Regions from separate parts of the Hordeum vulgare genome. Here region 1 is linked to region 2. The links are chromatin contacts, called in public Hi-C maps. All regions are on one chromosome and are shown on one strand. The core of a region is the stretch at or near the end of the contact, and the rest is flanking DNA. Distances in the headings are between cores, read along the strand shown.

Region 1 (5,371 bases), core at 1,144-3,643, 140 kb after region 2:
ACGGGAGGCACGGGTCCGTCGCAGGAGAGGTCGACGGCGAGAGCGATGTGGACGACGCGGGTGCGCGCGGGCTTCATCCGCCCATGCCTCAAGGCGGAGCTAGACCACCGCGTGCTCAAAGGTGGGATCCACCACGAGGGTGAGGTTGGAGGCGGCGTTGCCGAAGTCCTTGTTAATACCGGTGGTAAGAGTGGAGAAGAGAACCGCATCGTCGATCTTGAAGTCCATGTCGTTGAGTTTATAGGAGAGGGACTTGAGCCGAAGGCAATAGACGTCGCTGGAGAGGGTGTTTTTTGATGACATCCAAAGAAGTCCTGCTGCAATAACTTGACGCATTGTAGATTGTTGTCGGTGAAGAGGCCGTTGATCTTGGTCCACACCGTGTAGGCATCGTCCCCATCGCGAACCACGGTGTGGAAGATGTCCTCCGAGACGGTGAGGAAGAACCACCGGATGAGGCCCATGACGAGGAGGTTGGCGGTGTCGACGATGGGGTCAGTGAGGTTGGAAACGCAGCACGGGCGCGCTCCTCCTCCATCTTCCATCGTTCCTCCTCCGTCTCCTTCTCCAATTCCATCTACCGACAGCCTTCGGCATGCTCCGCCTGCAGGTGCTCCGACTTCCACTGCAGGAGGTAGGCTTCCTCCTACTCCAGTGTCGCGCCCAGCCAGATGGGCAGCGCACTGACCCACTCGCGGACCCAGCCGGTCCACTGCTAGACCTCCCGCGGCTCCGTGGGCTCGTTCTTCGGCGAAGGTGGCACCATGCAGTCGCCGGCGACCGACAGCACGATGGCCTACACGAGCCGCTGCTGGTAAGCCGCCTCGTCCTCGTCGGCCTTGCGCCGCTTTTCCCCCTTGCTCTCGCGGAGAACAGCTTCCAACGCTGCCTGGTTGGCAGCCTCAGCCTCCTGCTCCTCCTCGCTGACTACGGGCGGGGGCGACGGAGGGCCTCCGGGCTGCACGTCGCGCACGCCACGCCGACGCTTCTCCTCGTGCTCGACCGCGAACGAAATCTCCCAGTGGGGGAGTCGGCCGCGTAGGTAGGGTTGAGTTGCTGCTCCAGCATTAGCAGACACTGACGACGACTCACCTCCTCCGCGCGCAACCGCGCCGACCGCAGCACAGCCGGCACCGGGATCCTCTCCGAATCCAGATGCCAGTGGTGCGGGAGGGTAACATCGGGGTAAGGCAGCGACACGCGGTGCTTCCAGTGCCACCGCGCTTGGTGCACCGGCACGCTGACACGCTGGCGAGGCCAGCGGGAAGACGCCGGCGAGGAGATGGCGCGGGGGTGGAGGGGGCTTTGCCCTTGTTTTGAAAGGAGCCACCATGGCACGCGGCTAGGGTTTGGTCGCCGACAAGGTGGCGAGATGGGGAGTGGTGGGTTCTGGAAGCAGATGAGGCGAAACCCACCACAAGGGTGGATTAAAAAAGGTCGACCGCGACCGCTGACGTGTGGGGCCAAGGAGGACGGCTGTCATAAATTATGTTGACCGTGGGTGGTTGGGGCAGACACCAAGAAGGCGCGCGTCCGCTTTGCGTCCGCGTAGACGCATTTCAATCCCAAATGTGGGCCGAAAGTCGGCGCGGACGCGAAACAGACGCGTTTTGGTAATGGGTCATCCGTTTATCAGTGCGGTTCTAAACGGACGGCGGCGGACGAAATAGGTCGCCCAGTTGGAGTTCTCTAAAATGCTCCTTTTAATATAAAAAATCCAAACAAAGTTTCAATGCTTCAAAAATTCTCAGAAAAAAATTACGGTATCATATGGATGTATACTTCATACTCATAAATTTCCATGACGAAATACAGTTACAAAAAAAGATAAATTGCTGATATTGGAGAACGGTGACCGTGTGCGCACTGTTCACTCTAAAAAAATCAACAATTTCACTTTTTTGTGTAGCTCAAGAATCAATGTATTTTCTTCTGAAATTTTACACACATGTAGCATACATTCACATGTCAATGTGGGATTGTTTTTCATAATTTTTTGAAACTTTAAAATGTTATTTTGAAATGTTTCAAAAAAAAAAAAAGGCTTCATGTAGCCCCAGCGCCAAAATGCCGCACTCGGATCAACTACTAATAAGGAATACTAGATGAGACATGAGTTCCAGATATCATCGTACGTAAGTAGCCGATCCTTACCTCGGAGGTGGACCGTCGACGTTCGCATCAACACGCCAACTATTGATAGATGCTTTTCTTTTGGTGCAATCGCTGTAAATGAATCTCGTTGTCTTGCTTTGATTGGTCGAAATTTCCTAGCTTGCAACGGGCGCGCACGATAGCAGCCATAGACAATTACACAGCCACAAAGGTCGATTACCTGCATAATCTCTAGTCCACTTATATTAATTTGGCGCAATAGAAGCTCGACAACACGTCTTGAAGGTGGACTACTACTCCGCTTCCCCTGACCGGAGGTACAAATAGTCACATATAGAGTCCATCGAGCAGGAAGAAGAAGAAGACAGTGGAAGGAAGCATGGAGACGACGACTCCGACGACGACTCCGCTCCTGACGCCATACAAGATGGGCGACTTCAACCTGGCGCACAGGTCAGTTGATTAGTATATAGCCAGTACGTAACTCGTTTCCTTTGAACTAAGAGATCCTGGATCACTGACGCGGCCATGGCCGACAACGCAACGCAGGGTTGTTCACGCGCCGCTGACGCGGTGCAGGTCGTACGGGAACCTCGCCCAGCCGCACAACGCGCTCTACTACGCGCAGAGGGCGGCGCCGGGCGCGCTCCTCGTCGCCGAGGCATGCGCCGTGTCCGAGGCCGCGCGGGGCTACCCGCACGTCCCCGGCCTGTGGAGCCAGGAGCAGGTGGCGGCGTGGAAGCCGGTGGTCGACGCCGTTCACGCCAAGGGCGCCGTCTTCTTCTGCCAGATATGGCACACCGGCCGCGTCTCGCCCGTAGGTTCGTGGGCGCGTACGACATTATCCTCGTACCTTTTTTTCTTCGAAAAGATTAATTATCCTCGTACGTACCAGTGGTGTTCGTTTTTCTCATTTTTCCAATGGACGGATCATGTCACAGAGTTCCAGCCTAATGGGCAAGCTCCGGTGTCGAGCACGGATAAGCAGGTGACGCCTCAGGTCGCCCATGACGGCAGTGTCTTCGAGTTCGCGGCCCCTCGAAGGTTGGAGACGGCGGAGATACCCCACATCGTCGACGACTTCCGGGTCGCCGCCAGGAACGCCATCAGAGCCGGTAACTGACGATCAACCATGCATATCCGATCACCAAGACACCAACTAGGCAACTACAGCACAGCCCTCATCTTGCGACGCTGATCGTCGATCATTTGTGATCAAATTAAGGGTTCGACGGCGTGGAGATCCACGCGGCCAACGGGTACCTCATCGACCAGTTCATGAAGGACGGCGTCAACGACCGGGCCGACGCGTACGGCGGCGGCCTGGAGAACCGCTGCCGCTTCGCCGCGGAGGTCATCGCGGCCGTCTGCCACGAGGCCGGCGCGGGCCGCGTCGGCGTGCGCCTCTCCCCGTTCGCCGACTACGTCGACTGCGTCGACTCCGACCCGGAGGCGCTCGCGCTGCACGTGATCGGCGCCATGAACGGGCTCGGCGTCCTCTACTGCCACATGATCGAGCCGCGGATGTGCGTCAACGAGCGGATGATCCCGCGCCGCCTGCTGCCGTTCAGGAAGGCATTCAAGGGCACCTTCATGGTGAACGGCGGGTACGACCGGGAGGAAGGGGACAGGGCCGTCGACGAAGGCTACGCCAATCTTGTGGCGTACGGGCGGATCTTCTTGGCCAACCCCGACCTGCCGGAGAGGTTCAGGAGGAACGCCGCTCTGAATAAGTACGACAGGAGCACCTTCTACACATTCGATCCTGTTGTTGGCTACACCGATTACCCTTTTCTTGATCAGGATGATTAGCTGACTGCTTCACTGCTGTTGTGCTTAGGACCTGGGAGATTCTAAGGCCTTGTATAATGACGGGGTAGGGATGCGCGTGTCCAGATATAGAAGAAATTCATATCATCATGCTTTAATGCCCATAACCGTGAAAGATTCTCTTAGTGGTAGGCATCATTCTCATTCATAGCGAGATATTTGTATATGACTTCATCAATTTAAAATCGCATTCATTGAGGTGGGTGTATGTAAGCGTCTACATTTTTTTTTCTTTAACGTTTAAATGCAGCAATTTAGTGTATGTTTGTGCCAGAAGAAAAAAAGCTGGTGCACGTTTCAAGTGGCACATTCTTGTTGCCACTTTTCGTGTTCATCATCTTGTCGATGACGTTATGATTTTGGCATCGGCAATTGGAAAAGATTGATGAAGCCGTATTCATGTCCTTTGATGATGTTTCATTCAACTTCGCACTATCATTGGATGAAAGAGTAGAGGTGTGTTGAAGTTGGATTTTTTATAATTTTTTAAATATTTGAATGCAAGACGCGTGTGGTGACTTCATCAATTTCAAGTCTTATTAAAGGTGCGTGTATGTGAGTGTCTGCATCTATACTTTTTCCTTCAATCTTTGAATGCATTAATTTAATGTGTCTGTTTGCACCGGGGAAAAAATGCCAACATGAAGGGTCAGTTCTTTTGGTGGCTTTTTTAAGCTTTTAGAATAAGTTGCCCCCTATCCAGCTTATTCTAGAAGCCCAATCAAAAATATATTTTTAAAAGTCTACCAGGCAAGTTTTAGTTAATAGACTTTAAAAAAATTGATTGAGCTTCTAAAATAAGTTGGGTAGCGGGTAGCTTATTCTAAAAGCGAGCAAAGAAACTAGACCATATTCTTGTCGGCACTTCTCATCTTCGTCACCATCGTCGATGTTGGTAGGATTTTGATGTCCGCAATTGAAAAAGGTTGATGAAGTTGTATTCATGTCCTTCGATGACGGCTCATTCAGTTTCACACTATCATCAGATGGAAGAGTAGTGATGTGTTAAAGTTGATTTTTTTACAATTTTCCGAAATATTTGAATGCAAGCGGGGTTTTACTATGTTGAATTTTCTTGAAGAGAATGTTTATTTGCTTGGCATTCCCATTTCCTTTTTTTCTTTCAGTGTTTGGATTTGGCCCAAACGCAAACATTTAGACATAGATGTTTGTCAAAAAAAAGACACACACTTTGGTGGCATTTCGTTCCCTAATATTAATTTAAAAGAGAGTCAATTACACCATAAGTGCTTGAATTTGGCAAGAAACGTCAGTTTGATGCTAGAACTTGCAGCATACATTGAATCGGTGACATAACTTGGCTTAGACGTGCATCTACGGCGCTAATCATGTTTTGTATACATATAATATGCTGACAAGGTGCGCCAACATGGCGTGAGACCCAATTCAGTGACTGGAAAGGTGG
Region 2 (5,049 bases), core at 1,979-4,478:
TGCATCCAGTTGGGGAAGAAAATTTTCATGCTTGATATTGGGTATTAGGCCGGTCCTTTACTGGTTTTCGTGTAAAGCGGTCAAATTCCAGGAACCTACTGCTTTATGGAGCCAATTGAAATTATTCCATCATTACATGATAGATCAAAAACTGATTGTGTTTATTTTTTGCGTTTCAATTTGTCCTGAATTGCAACAAAACCATGTATCAGCACTTTTGTTTTATGGCCAAATAGAGCTCCTAAGGTAGTAGGGGTTTGACACAGGAGGATAGATTCGTCCTCTGCGACCAAAGCACCGCTGCCGGCAATTGAGAAGGATGACGGGGTTTAGACAGAGTATACTCTGAATGGTTCAGGAATGGCAGCTACAAGAAGGGTTGTTATTATTTGACCAGAACTTACAAGAGATGTCATGCTTATATAGCATTGCCTTCAACTTACTCTAAACCAATTCGTGCTCTGGCACCAAACCTGGCTTGGATTCTACCTGACCTATTATAATTGACCCTTCCTAATTCTGCCAATTTCTATTCTGGTCTGGCAGGTGCAACTGCTGCGCTCTGCAGTTACCATGTCTGAACTGAACTAATCAGCAGATCCTTTGCTTTAGTACAGTAATCTCTCCTCCTTGTCTTTCTTCCTCAATATGCTTGCCCCAATATACGTCCGAATCAACTTCATCTAGCTTGCAAGACGGTTACAGGAACGATCACTCAAGCAACAATAAATCTCTGTGATATTGTGAAAGAAAACTATTTTCAAAGCTGGGCTCTGAGACCATAACATTTTTCTATGTACACCAGGATGCAGGTTGTAGCTTTCTCGGTTTCACAGTACTTGGCATTTTTAACAACGTGTGCCTATTCAGCCATTTAGGCAATCATTTTCTGAGAGCTTCATGCCCCTCATGATTGTGTGGTTGGTGTAAGTAAAAAAATGTTAATGTGATTGGGTTGATGTGAAGCTACAGAAATATTGAGGCAAAGTGTGCAGGCGTAAAATGCGAAAGGTGTACTGGAATGCGTAAGATGCAAAGTAGTTCAGGGTTTATTTATTTTTGGTAAGATATGTCCAGTATTTATGAAATGAAGTCAATGATATCTTCCACTTAAAGAAAATGATCATGGCGGAATAGCTATAGGTATTTAATAATAGAATTCAGCAGTTCGCTAAACTGTGGATAGGTCAGCAATAGAGAACAAGGCACAAAATCACCTGGAACATAAGGAACTCAGGCGAGGTATAAGTCCAGATGTAGTTTTCATCAGCAATCACTGCTTGGTTGTCATCATCATCTGTGATAAATGACTCTGATCGACGAGGAAGTTTGCAATGGCCCATCCGGAACCGCACCATCTTTGAAGAGTATATAGGATGTCCAATCTGAAAGAATGCTGGCAATTTGAAACAAAAGGCAATGCAATCAGTCATCCGACAAGATAAATATAACTAAGAGAGAAAATTTACAATATTATATGTTTAACAAAATACATTGCTTTGCATTGCTCAATCACCTGGGAGTATTAACCAAATATAGCCATCAATTTACGGGGTGTTATGGACCTCTTTCTTTTAACCTAATTTAGCTACCTATAAGACTATAATAGGTACACCACTTAGTCACCAATCCCCGTAACCGTTATTGGGTAGATTTTCTGGCTAGCTAAGAAGTTTTCCACACTCAATATTCTGTTCCATTTGTAGGCAGATCTGAAAACTGTATATCCTTGCTGTGGCCACTCCATAATTTCCATCAAACTAGATTCCGTTGACCTATTCACATCAATGCCTATATTCCTTATCCTTGTGCCAATTGCCTAATCATCCTCATTCGCTCCTTGAGCAGCGACAACTTGCGGAACAAGATTGCTAGTCTTTTTCTTAAATCCCCTTTACACGTGTCGTTTTGATTGTAGAGTCATGTAAAGTTTGAAACCTACTATTTCGCGCCTTTGCTAACGGTACCGGCTCATTTGTCGGCAAGTGTCAACCTATATGACCCGTTGGACTGATTTGTTCTTTACGAAACAACCATGAACGGGTCATTTATTGCGAACGATGAAACGTTGAGATTCACGGGTCGGAACAAAATCCGACAACACGAAACGGTCCGACTCACCGTCGGAGAGAATTCGACACAACTAAGCGGTCCGATTCACGGTCCGAAAGAAGCCGACAACACGAAACGGTCCGATTCACCGTCGGAAAGAATTCGACACAACTAAGCGGTCGGATTCACAGTCCGAAAGAAGCCGACACAACGAAACGGTCCGAGTCACTGTCGGAAAGAATCGGACATGATAAGCAGACATAGAAATGAAATAACTGACGGCGCAATGGAAACCTGATGGTCAGTTTCAGATGTCAAGTCACCTTAGTTTATGTAATCAGATGAGGTGTCTAGTGACCTTAGTTTATGTATGTATAAGAGAGACTACCTTTGAAGGGCTGTATCCTGATCTCATCGACGACGCAGATGTCGGAGCCGAGCCTGTAGGTGAGCGTCTCGGGCACGTCGGGGTCGTCCTGGCCGGCGCTGGACCAGTAGGAGAAGCGGTTGTTGACGCGGTCCTGCGGCTCGAGCGTGTTGTCGATGGTCTCGTCGGGGAAGTTGTCGGTGCTGGAGGCGCCGATGCAGTGCAGGATGCAGTCAACGGCGGGCCTGGCGTCGGGGACGAGCGCGCCGTAGAGGTGGGAGTAGATCCTGTGCTCGTTGGCCTCGGCGCTGGGCCCGGGGGATGGGGCGGGCGATCTGCGCACCTCCACCGCGCCCGCGAGCACGGCCAGCTCCGGGAACTTGCGCACGCACGCCTTCTTGAGGAAGCCGTTCCCCTCCACTGCGCGCAAAAGGGGGCCGATGTTCTCATCCATTTGTAGCGAGAGGGTTACTGTATGTGCAGCGGGGGTGCGGGGAGGAGGGGGTGAACGGACCGAATCTGCGCCAGGGGCGGGAGACGGTGGCGGCGCGGGCGAGGTCGGCGGGGTCGTGGAGGCGGGCGAAGACGCAGGCGGAGAGGTCGGGGCCGACGAGGTCGAGGAAGGCCGCGGGGTCCCCCTGCTGCTGCTTGGACATGGCCATGGCGGTGGTGTGGTGCCGCCGCCGCGCGCGCACGGCGAGGGAGGACGGAGAAACGCCCTCTGCTCTCCTCCCCGCTCGTTCCTTTTTGCGTTGCGTTTGCTTCCGTCCGCTGCGCCTGCGCCTGCGCCTCAAGGAGGAAGAGGAGGAGCAACCGGCCGCTTGTTTTCGTTTTTTTTCTTTGGTGGTGGTTTTGCGGGGCCCGCGCCTTTTGCTGCGCGCGCCACGTAGACGTAGTACAAGTACACCGGGCACGGCGCCGCGATGTGCTCGTGCCTGTCCGTCCGCGCCTTGCCGTTTCGGCCTCCCCCGAGCAGCCCGCGCCGCGCCCTTGGCGTGCGTGCGTGCGTGCGTGTATCGCGCTCACTCTCCGTGTGCCGCGCTCGTGGTTCCGACCATGGTTTGTTTTTTTTATATGGAAAAAAGTTTTAAATAAACCATTTCTATTTGTGTGTGAAACATTATACTTCTTCAGTCTTAAAATAAATGACCCAACTTTGTATTAAAGTTAATTAATGCAAAGTTAAATCATTTTTGAGTCACTTATTTTAGGACTGGGGAAGCTGGAAGTATTACTCAAAATCGTACCTTCATAGCATCCCAAGGACCTGTACTAAACCAAGTCATAGCTTTACCTTCTAAACAAGCAGATTTAGCTATGTTGTCGCTGACCTTCTTTTGGCTACGATTTACATGAGTAACACAAGAATCAACGGTGAGACCTAAGGTGTTTATAATCTCTCTAATAAGCAACGAATAGACCGAACTATCAACTTCTTTAGCCAGGATTAACTTCACTGCAACAATAGAGTCCATCTCTACCTCAACCTTGAACCTGAGACGAAAGATAAATCGAGGCGAGATTGTTGAGATTCCAACTTGCGACCTGGCGAGATTGCTGGGCACTCTAGCAGATAGCTATTGTTGATAAACTAGAAGCTGTATTTATAACCACACGACCCAACGTCTAAATTTGGATTTTTCTTGAAACATTTTCTTCAAAATTGTCATTTTTTAAATCCAAACATTTTATTGATTTTTTTGGAATTATGATACTTTTTGAAAACCCGAACCATTTTTGAAATCCGCAAAGATTTTTGAAGTGCCGACACTTAAAATACGATTTTGAAACCTGCACACAATTTTAAAGCGCGAACACTTTTTACAATGAAAAAACAATTTTGAAACCTGAAAAATAATAAAAGTGCAGACAAAAATTCGGATACTTTTTATAGAAAAACAAGCAATTTTAAAGTGCGGACAAAGATGCAAACACTTTTCATAAAATATAACGATTTTGAAACCTGGACAAAATTTTAAAGTGCAAAAAAATGCAAACACTTTTTATAAAAATAACATTTTACAACCTGAATAAAAATTTGAAGTGCATACAAAAATGCGAACACTTTTTATTAAAAAAATAATTTTGAAACCTGCACAAAAATTTGAAGTGCGAATAAAAATGCGAACACTTTTTGTAGAAAAACAAATAGTTTTGAAACCTGAATCATTTTTTTAAAGTGCAATCAGTTTGAAAACAAATTAGTGCTTTCAAAATTTTGTTCTTAATCTTCAAGAATTTTTTGTACTTTATATTTTTTGTGGATTAATAAATTTTTATTGTTCACTTTTTTTGCAAAAATGTTTGGAATGTTAAAATTGTTTTTTTGCTTTTAATAATATTTTGATTTCAAATTTCTTGACAACTTTCAAGAAAATGTTAAAAAAATCATATATCAACACTGTGGTGTGTTGTTAAATAGATTCGCACTTCTCTTTAATCACTAAATGTCAGCAGTTAGAGTTGCTGGCGACACAAGCTCAAAAACTACATGTCACACGTTCAATTCAATATAGATAAGTATCAGATAGTTTAGTGTGCTAATTGCAGGAATTAGAAGTTTAGAGTTTGTCTACAAATTCAAGGTTTATTTTAGACTTTTTCCATTCTTGGTGCATGGCACAACTAGC

Evidence for each region. Hi-C and Micro-C count contacts between places; a contact is called where the count stands out from the background.
Region 1: a Hi-C map of leaf shows a contact between it and region 2, with 3 times the contacts expected there. The contact joins the promoter of LOC123447442 here to the promoter of LOC123449919 in region 2. A contact is called at or near these places in 3 of 6 Hi-C or Micro-C datasets (leaf and seedling) and 1 of 1 datasets of contacts at active chromatin or transcription factors (embryo).

Annotation. Positions count from the first base shown.
Region 1 is chr4H:597,772,723-597,778,093 of MorexV3_pseudomolecules_assembly, forward strand. It overlaps LOC123447442 (12-oxophytodienoate reductase 1-like), which reads left to right and starts at 2,394. Exons shown (of 4, transcript XM_045124044.1): 1 at 2,394-2,568; 2 at 2,665-2,936; 3 at 3,057-3,230; 4 at 3,341-4,143. The coding sequence starts at 2,495. The coding sequence ends at 3,927.
Region 2 is chr4H:597,634,876-597,639,924 of MorexV3_pseudomolecules_assembly, forward strand. LOC123449919 (F-box protein At4g00755-like) reads right to left here and starts at 3,229. Exons shown (of 5, transcript XM_045127286.1): 1 at 2,934-3,229; 2 at 2,441-2,839; 3 at 1,218-1,396. The coding sequence starts at 3,081.